Linked DNA regions of Hordeum vulgare: region 1 is linked to region 2. The links are chromatin contacts, called in public Hi-C maps. All regions are on one chromosome and are shown on one strand. The core of a region is the stretch at or near the end of the contact, and the rest is flanking DNA. Distances in the headings are between cores, read along the strand shown.

Region 1 (5,047 bases), core at 501-3,000, 68 kb before region 2:
GAACAGTGTTTTGTTGTTTTTACCCCTTTTTTTCTTTTTCAGTTTCATGTTTCTGTTCCTGTTTCTTTTTTCCCTTTTTTCTGTTTCTTTATTTCCATGGTTATTTATAATTTTTCAAAATAAGATCATGTTCGACAATTGTTTTTAAAATGCGAATTTCTTTTTTCTTTTTAAAAAAAGATTCTAAATTTCAAATAGTTGTTGTTTTATAAAAAACACTTATTACCTCCAAACATATTCTAAATTTTTAGAAAATATTCCATGTTTTAAAAAAAGTATTTTTAAAAAAGATTGGTATATAAATTTTTGTTCTTGATTTAAAAATGATTAAAAAATTGTTAATGCTTCCAAAATTGCTCATCATTTTTCAAAAATGTTCTCAGTTTAAAATTTTATTCTCAAGATTCAAAAAATGTTCGTGCTTTAAAAATTAGTTTGTGCTTTCAAATTTGTTCTCTCTTTTAAAATTTGTTCAAAATTGTTCGTGCTTCTAAATTTGTTTAGAGTTTTCAAAATTGTTCTCCGTTTAAAAATTATATTCTTAAGATTCAAAAAATGTTCGTGCTTTGAAAAATTGTCCGCACTTCCAAATTTGTTCAAGATTTTTCAAAATTGTTCTCAGTTTCAAATTTTGTTTTCAAGTATCAAAAAATGTTCGTACTTTTCAAAATTGCTCGCGTTTCCAAATTATTTCGGGGTTTTCAAAATTGGTCTCCGTTCCAAAATTTAGTTCCCAAGATTTCAAAAATATTGGTGCTTTAAAAAATTGTCCGTGGTTCCAAATTTATTCAATGTTTTTCAAAATTGTTCTCGGTTTGAATATTTGTTTTCAATATTAAAAAAATGTTTGTGCTTCAAAATATTGTTCATGCTTTCAAACTTGTTCTACGTTTTAAAAATTTATTCAAAAAATTTCGCGGTTCCAAATTTGTTTGGATTTTCGAAATTGTTCTCCGTTTTAGAAATTTATTCTCAAGATTCAAAAAATGTTCGTGCTTTAAAAATTGTCTGCGCTTCCAAATTTGTAGAGCATTTTTCAAAATTGTTCTCGCTTTCAAAATTTGTCCTCAAGATTCAAAAAATGTTCGTGCTTTAAAAAATTGATCACGCTTCCAAATGTGACCAGGTTATCCTAAAATTTATTCCCCGCTTCAAAAAAGAATTCTCAAGATTCAGAAAATGTTGTGTGCTTTAATTTTTTCCCGCACTTCCGAATTTGTTCATGGTGTTTCAAAATTGTTTTCAGTTTTAAAATTTGTTCTCAAGATACAATATGTGTTCGTGCTTTTAGAAAATAGTTTTAAAAATGATCGTTATTTAAAAATATGTTTTTTTTCAAAAAATGTTCGAAATATCATTGTTTTTAATTTATAAATTATGTTTGTATTCCAATATTGTACTTGATTTATAAATAATGTTTTTGATTATAAATTGGTTCCAAATTTATAAATTTGCCGTTTTTCAAACTTTGTTCAAAAATTCAAAAAAAATTGGACTTGTCAAAAAATGTTATTTAAATTCAGAAAAAGTTTTGCTTCAAAATTGAAAAGAAAAAACGAAGTAAAAAAGAATAAAGAAAGGAAATATGATGATAAGGAAAAAAACAGAAAATAAAAATGAAAAAGGAAATTGTCAAAAGTTTCTGGACGAACTGGTCCCACCAAATTGGGGCGACCTCTTGTGCGAGCGAGGGACTGTGTGCCGCAAAATGCGGCACGTAGGAGCTCCCAATAGGGTATTCCGTAGGGTGTCCCTAGTCAGCGCCTTTGGCGCCGAATAGGAGAACCGGCTCCTACTACAACATGAAATGGGCCGACCCACGACCGGGCATCGGAAAAAGTCATTGAAAGACTCAAAAAATGTCACTCCGGCATAGAAGCGAACTAACGGCCTACGCAACTTCACATGCCTTCAGCTAACCACTAGGGCGTGCCGGTGCAATTGACATACTACAAAGCTAAACCTTTAAAAACTACCGCAGCCGCTCACACATGATTTTCTTTAAAAAAAAGGAAACATCACAGATTTCAGAATAGGAGTCCATAAACATACAAAAAAAACTTGCCCCTATTCAATAAAAGTTCAAAGATTTTTTATTTAGAAAAGTAGTTCACAAAATATTCCAGAATGTTCGTCAAAATTTTCAAAAAAGTTTCACCAATTCCAAAATAGTTCATGAATTTTCAAAAAAATCTTCAATTATGTAAGAAAAGTTCATCTAATTTTAAAAAGAATTTCATCCTGTTTGAACAAATTTCAATGAATTTCAAAAAAGTTCATCATTTTTTGAATAGGTTCGATGATATTAAAAAGCTTTAATCAAATTTTTAATAAGTTCATCTAATTTGAAAAAAATAATGATTTTGAAAAAAATCATCGAATTTGAAAAAAGTTTATAGATTCTGAAAAAGAAAATCATCACATTTTAAAAACGTTCATTGAATTTGAAAGAAACTTAATGGGTTCGCAAAAAACGTTCATTAAATTTGTTAAAGGTTCATTAAATTTGAAAAAAAGTTCACCGTATTTGAAAAACGTTCACATAATTTGGAAAAATTTCATCAAAATTTGTAAAACAATTCATCAACTTTTAGAAATAAGTTCATCAATTTTGATAAAGAAATGTTTGTGTATCCAATAATTGATGAAATGTTTGTGTATCCAATAATGTTAACAATTTTTTAATAATTATTCAATAATGGTAAGAACTTTTCAAAAAAGTACCAAAAAATGTTTGAATAATGGTATCAATATTGATTAAAAAATGTTTTAGAAATGTTTAATTAAATTAAAACAATTGGGAAAATGCAAACATTTTTGCAAACGGAAAGTTTTGTAAAATCTTCCAAAAATAGAAAACATGAATGTTTTTTCAAAACCGGAACAATTTTCAAATTCGAAAACAATTATTGGAAACACAAACATTATTGAAAAACGGTAACATTTTTTGAGTCTCTCGAACAAAACTTGAATACTTGAATACTTTCTAAAACTTGTGTAAATATTTTAAAACTTGAACATTTTTTGGAACTTGCAAACAATTCTCTAAATGGAAACATTTAGTGAAAGTCCTAAGAAAATTTGAAAAAATGCACATTTTTAAAAAATTGGTGAACAAATTTTAAAGTGTGATTTTTTTTAAAAAACTACAAAAAATAATTTGAAAGCACGAACATTTTTTAACTTCTAGATTGTTTTTTCAAAAGTAGACATTTTTTATAATAAGTGAATATTTTTTTATAATCTCCCTAACATAGAAAACATTGATGGTTTTTTAAACATGAACATTTTTCAAATTTGAAAACAATTTTTAGATATGTAAACACTTTTGAAAAATGGGAAAAAATTAAACTCCCTAACAAAACTAGATAACATAAACAGTTTTTGAAAACTTGCGTACTGCCAAACAAAAATTCAAACATGAATAGTTTTTGGAATTTGCGAACATTTCGTTAAATGGAAACATTTATTGAAACTCACAACAAAATTTGAAGACATCAACTATTTGAAAACGTGGTGAACAAATTTGGAAACGGGAAGATTTTTTTAAATTCCCAAACATAATTTGAAAACATGGACATAATTCGAAAATGTAAAAATTTGCAAGTTCGAGAACATCTTTTATATTTGTGACACGATTTCGAAATAGGAACATTTTTTTTAAAATCCCATGCATGTTCCTATTTATGAACAAAATTTAAACATGTCAACATTTTTTTCAGTTTTCAAATAAATTTTTAAATATGGAAACTTTATTGAAAACAAATAGTTTTTGTTTTGTGAACAAAACTTAAAATTGTGAACAGCCAACGATGACACTATGACTTCAATTCGATTGTTTCTTAACAAATTAGTATTTCAATTTGTGAGGGTCGTTCTCTCTATATAAGAAATCTTTGAATTACCGAGCATTTTTTGAAAGGAAGCCATCAACTTTTGAAGTTTATGAACAAAATTTGAAAATAGTTATATTTTATGTAAAAAATTACAAAAATTGTAAACCCCAAACCTTTTTTGAAAAACAAGTACATTTTAAATTCCATATATTTTTTGAAGTTTTGAATTACTTTTGAAAATCTACAATTATTTAAATTTTAGAACATTTCCTTAAAGCAAGAATATTTTTTGAATTTTAAGAAAATTTTCAAATATGAACTTAGTTAAAAATAGATAAAATAAATTTGAAAAAAAGGAAAAAGAATAAGAAAGATAAAACTAATTAAACAAAAGAAAAAAAAAGAAAAAGATAAACCAAAAATCAGAAAAATTAGTAAAAACCGATTTAAGGAACTTCATAGAAGGTTTCCAAAACCCTCGGCCGGCCCATCGTGTTGCTGCTCGGCCGTTCGGCGGAGATTGCGGCATATAGGAAATTCCTCGTTCACGGTCGGTCAAGAATAGACTTCTGGAAATTTCAAAAAAATCTAGAAATTTGAAAACATATTCCCAAAAAATAAAAAAAAATGAGCTAAAATTTTTCACAAAGTCAAAAAAGTTCATGAATTAGAAAAAGTTGTGATTTTCAAAAGAAGTTCGACAAATTTGGCAAAAGTTAGATTTTGGAAAATTCATGGATTTGAAAACTTTCTTCAATCTCGGAAAAAAGTTCAAGAAATTTGAAAAGAAAATGAAACAGATATGGAAAAAAAAAAGTTCACCTATTTCAGAATTTTTTGACAAGATTTGGAACAAACACGGATTTGGTAAAGCGATTTTTAAGAAATTCTTCAATTTTGTAAAAATAAGTTCATTTGATTAGAAAACAAGTTCAGAATTTAAAAAAAGTTCGTGAAATTTGGAAGTTTTTATTATCTTGGAAACTTTTATAAATTCATGAACCTTTTTATAACTCATGTACTATTTTCTTTTGGTACTACTCTCAAAATAATGTAAGTGAAGCATGAGAGTAAATTTCTTCAAAATAAAAGCACCACCGTGCTCAAAAAGATATATGTGAAACACTTGAGCAATTGCATGGCTCAAAAAAATTAAACGAAGGATATAGAACGATTTTGACAAATCATAGCATAATTTAGATGTCTCAAAT
Region 2 (5,147 bases), core at 2,136-4,635:
AGATAGGTACCCCATAGCAATCACTTGAAGGACAAGTAATTAGCCTAGCAGCAGCACCTATCCTACCTAACTTTATGTTCCACCAGTTTTTCCCTGCACATATGTAAGTTCCTCTTGCCTAGATTCAACAGAATTGTACAGAAGCTCACTTACATCTCCTTTAGTGCTCCACCAAACTATATGAGTGATGAAGTAGGAGACATATAGATTATACGAGAGGAATCAGTACCACCATACACAGAGATCATCTCCTCTAGCGAAGAAGAGATGATGAGGGAGGGTGATGCATGCGTTGCACTTCTGAGAAGCAAGCTCCATGGCCTGATCGAGAGGAACCACACTCTGGAAGAGGAGAACAAGCAACTGAGGCATCAAGTCAGCCGTCTAAAAGGCCAAGTCTCCTCACTTGAAGGGCAGGATACTGATAGAAAGATAATGTGGAAGAAGCCGGAGAATTCTGCCACCAGCAACAACTACTTCAAGGAAAAACAGTTTGTTCACAACAATGATGATGTGAAGGAAGCTATCGATCTCAACAGCTCGGTATGTTACATCAGGCAGCAATTTTCTAGGGCACCGTCAGTGAAATCAAGAGCACCAAGGGTTCCTAATCCACCACCAAGTCCGACGTGTATCCAACCGATCATCAAGGCAAAAAAGGAAGGATCCATGGGTCCTCCTCCTCCACCGCCACCTCCCCTACCTTCCAAATTACTGAAGAGCACTAAGGCAGTCCAAAGAGTGCCAGAGGTAGTTGAGTTGTATCGGTTGTTAGTAAGAAGAGAAGGCAAAAGCGATGTGAAGTCTGGATCTGTGGGAATTCCAGTAGCTACTAACAGCCGAGACATGATCGGGGAGATAGAGAACAGATCAGCTTATGTTATAGCTGTAAGTACATATGTTCTTCTATCTTTTTCTCAGAGTATGTGCATATGATATATTGTTTACTTAGCTGCCAATTCCTTTATTTGTTTCAATTTTCTTTTCTTTTCGAACCAACTTACGCAACAAGAGTATGACAATTGCAGAATACTTCCTCCCACATGACAGTTACCAGTTATTTGTTGTATTAAAGACAATATAATTTCCTAACAGTATGTGCCCTTCATTCCTAAAGAGTATAACTTTTTCTTTTCTTTTCGAACCAACTTACGCAACAAGAGTATAACTTTTTTTATCGCGTAATCTATTCAGTCATCTTTATTACCTTATGAACACACTACAGTATATGAAATCATTTTCTTTATGGATAAAAAAGCAGCGCCAAGTGTTAGTTTAAGAGCATGCGACATGTTCTTCTGATATTTCTGTTTCCCTCCTCCTGCAGTTGATAATGTTATATAACTCTTTATTTTTTTATAGTACGAATAATCTTTTAATGTACATCTGAGTCATGTTTTCTCCCTATTATTCTGTACAGATCAATAATTTCCTAACCAAACCAAAAAAATATTCCCTTGCGATTATTGTTCCAACAGATTAAATCAGATGTAGAAAATCAGGGTGAATTCATTAGCTTCCTGGCAAGGGAAGTTCAAAATGCAGCATACAAGGAAATAGCCGATGTTGAAGAGTTTGTGAAGTGGCTAGATGGGGAACTATCATACCTTATAGATGAACGGGCAGTGCTCAAGCACTTCCCTAACTGGCCTGAGAAGAAAGCAGATGCCATGAGAGAAGCAGCATTCACCTACCGGGATCTGAAGAACCTGGAAGCAGAAGCATCATCATTTCACGACGACAGGAGAGTGGCTACACCTATGGCTTTGAAGCGCATGCAAGCTCTACAGGATAAGTGAGTAGATGAAATGAATGCATTTAGTAAGGCTGTTGCATTGTCAAACTTTGAACAATATAACATGATTCATGCTTCCCCTTGTAGAATTGAACAAGGTATTCACAATACTGAAAAAATAAGGGACAGTGCAAGTGGAAGATACAAAGATCTCCTGATCCCATGGGATTGGATGCTTGACTCTGGAATCATAAGCCAAGTATGTACTATGTGCTCCCAAACTTCTAATATCCATCTTTGTCCTCAGTTTGATATAATAGAGAAGACATAGCTAAGTGCATTTTACAAATTCGTCTTCAACTGGAACAAACCAACTTACGAGTTATGTGGTACACATAGGAATTATCCCACTACCCTTTTCGCTATAAAAGTATAAATTCATGTCTAATAGACATATCATATATGAAGTATCCTCTTGCTACCTTAACAGCTAAAGGCCGCTTCATTGAAGCTGGCAAAAGAATACATGAACCGCATTATGAATGCACTGAAGTCAGATCCATTTGTAAATGATGAGGAACTGCTCTTGCAAGGTGTCCGCTTTGCCTTCCGAATACATCAGGTAATTCTACTGCAATCATGAATTGCTTTCGAATGACATTATGAGTTGCTACCTACAAACTAACTAACCAAGGTAACCGCAACAAACCAAATTTGCAGCTTGCAGGTGGCTTTGATGAGGGTTGCCGGAAAGTGTTCCATGAACTCAAGATGTATGCAAGCAAGCCAGAGTGATCTGATGGAGTATACCTGGGTTCAAATAAGCATCACTGGGATACAACGGACATGATTAAGTTCTGCCGAGGTTGGCTCCAGGTCGACTCCACTAGTCCCCAGGATAATCCCGTGAACAATTTTCTTAACTTAACTATTTTGCATCTAAGATGCGGACCTCTTGGATGCAATTTGAAGCCTGAGAATTCCAAGTACATCCACACACAACTCTTAATTTAAGTACACCTTCTGGGAACATTCTAAAATGTCATTAGAGGGTGGTAAATAAAAGAAAACAAGAGCCACCACTTTGATTGTTAGGTGGTTGTACCATGAAGTATCAAGTAAGAATGTGGAAATGGCAGAATTTACGGATACAGACAGGACGACAGTATGTGCCCTTCATTCCTAAAGAGTAAGATTGACAATTGTTAGGGCACACAGATTACGACTTTTCTTGTTAGAATTTGTCTGAGGTTTGATAAAGGGCAAATTGGCTGTAAATGCTAAAAAACTAGATGACTGCTCCAAGTATTCAAACCTGAACAGCATTTATGCAGCAACTGATAAGAATATCAGATACATCCAGTTTTCCCATAAAAAAAGCAGACAAATCAATTTTTCCCTAGGACGCCGACCTTTTCAGATTCCGCTGTTAGAGTGTATTCAAGTGTATGTTGAATCAACAACATCCTCTACTTCTTCAGGAGCTATAATTGTCTGTGAGCAATAAAAATACCACCTAAGCATCATAAGCCCGATATTTTCCACAATCCACCAATGCTGGATAGCCCTATTATACAGTATGTGCCCTTCATTCCTAAAGATTAAGATTGACAACAGTTAGGGCACACTGAATAAGGTTTTTTTTTTGGTTAGAATTTGTTTGAGGTTTGCTCAAGAGAAAATTGGCTGTAAATGCTTCCCATCAAGCAATAGTTGCCAAAGCGCATCTCTCCTTTGGTTTCCCATTAAGCATAATGTGATGCGGATGGTCTAACAATAAGGTACAGAATATTTCAAGAAGTACTATCGTGTCTCAAATCGTGTTTGGATCAAAGGCAGCACGATCATGTGGTTTGGCAAAATGTGCAAGTGTTCCCGGTGCCAAATATCCACAAACCAGAGAAAATCTACATTCTACAAGGTTGCTGTGAAGACAAAAGCACGGGCGCCAATCAACTTAGCCCTACCCCTACGGCACCTACCATTTCAGATTCTGCTGTTGACTGCCGCATTGTTTCGCTCAAAATGCGTTCAACTATGTGCTGAATCAACAGCGTCCTTTACTTCTTCCGCAGCTATAGTCCGTAAGCAATAACAGTACCATCTATAACCCTCAGAAGAAAAAACCACCTAACAAGCACCATAAGCCCAGTATGCAGCACAATCCACCAATGCTGGAACGAATTTGCGAGTAAAGAAACTACCCAACAGAGATGCGCGAGCAAACCAAGCACGAAGGCCATGGCTCTGGCAGGCTGCTGCAAAATCTGCAAGAGCATCACACAGACAGACGGAAAAGGAAGGAATCAGCCACCCCCAGATACCTGGTGAGACGGAAAAAACCGGCGGCGGCGGGTCGGTCCATATGACGGCGTCTCGCGCCGCGACGCCTACTCCCCGCGTCTCTCTCTCTCTCTCTCTCTCTCTCTCTAAGCTGCTCGCCCCCTTTCTCCGCGCTGAGACGCTTCGCCCGCCGTCACCGTCGCCGGCCGGCGGTAGCGCGGTTGCCATCGGACATTCTTGGGCTGGCTGGTGGGCCAGGTACGTTTCCGGCCCCACCCGCTGTTGCGGATTACGAAGGGATCTACCACCATCGCATTCGCACCCACCTCGTGGCCCCACTTGACAGTCGCACGAAAAGACGACACAGACGCGCCCGCTTTCCTTCCTTCCGGCACCTTCCAAGCCCCCCTTCCTTCTGGCCTCCCCGGCGATGGCGACGGCGGCGAGCTCCGGCGGAGCATCCGACCATCAGTATGTCTCGGTCAAGTTGGAGAGCCCCCGCCTGGCGGCGCTCGGCCTCGCCCCTCACCTCTTCGGCTCCCACCCCGCCGCCGGCTCGTGGGACCCTTCCAAGGCCGTAAGCGTCGCATCCATCCCCTCTTGTTCGCGAGTATGTTCCCCGTGCGGGGAGTGATGTGATTTTTTTCCTGGTTGTGTTCGCAGCTGCCGATGGAGCGGGCCGCGGCCGCCATTTGGGAGCTCAGCTGCGTCCTCCCTTCTCGCCACGGTGAGTCGGCTGATTTTACCATGCTGTTCCACGGCTCCCCGTGGGTTTGAGATCCCTTCCTCGGAAGCTTGGGCTATGATGAGCTATGTTGCTGCGCCATGCTACCGGGATGCTCTGGTTTTTATTTATTGGGGTTGCCTCCTGTCCGTTTAATGTGTACACATTTTTCATGAACTAGCCACTAGTGATTTGTCATTCCTGAGTATAACAATGTAGTACATGGAGTTGGGTCTTCGAAATAAAATAAAGTGATTCTTGAGCTGAACATTTGCTCCGGCTAACTGAGTTGTTTACTTACTACAGATGCAGGGAGTTAGATTTTGTTCCCTTTTGCATTCTGACTAGCTTTTATGCCCTTTATTTGTTATGTTTGTTAGAAGCAATGGATTTCAAGTTACTATT

The links. A called contact is a pair of places that touch in the nucleus more often than the background predicts.
Region 1: a Hi-C map of leaf shows a contact between it and region 2, with 2.7 times the contacts expected there. The contact joins the enhancer-like site here to the promoter of LOC123448896 in region 2. A contact is called at or near these places in 2 of 6 Hi-C or Micro-C datasets (leaf and seedling).

The regions. Positions count from the first base shown.
Region 1 is chr4H:449,312,029-449,317,075 of MorexV3_pseudomolecules_assembly, reverse strand. No RefSeq gene overlaps it. Among protein-coding and RNA genes, the nearest start is that of LOC123448898, 63 kb to the right of the region's middle. Within about 2 kb of position 1,750, at least 2 of the 3 cell types and tissues checked have open chromatin away from gene starts, as enhancers often do. A contact at or near this core is called in leaf, where this site is marked.
Region 2 is chr4H:449,245,951-449,251,097 of MorexV3_pseudomolecules_assembly, reverse strand. LOC123448896 (6-phosphofructo-2-kinase/fructose-2,6-bisphosphatase-like) reads left to right here and starts at 3,385. Exons shown (of 23, transcript XM_045125931.1): 1 at 3,385-4,595; 2 at 4,682-4,745; 3 at 5,123-5,147. The coding sequence starts at 4,449. It overlaps LOC123448897 (protein CHUP1, chloroplastic), which reads left to right and starts at 113. Exons shown (of 5, transcript XM_045125933.1): 1 at 113-888; 2 at 1,479-1,795; 3 at 1,883-1,994; 4 at 2,226-2,357; 5 at 2,456-2,952. The coding sequence starts at 268. The coding sequence ends at 2,530.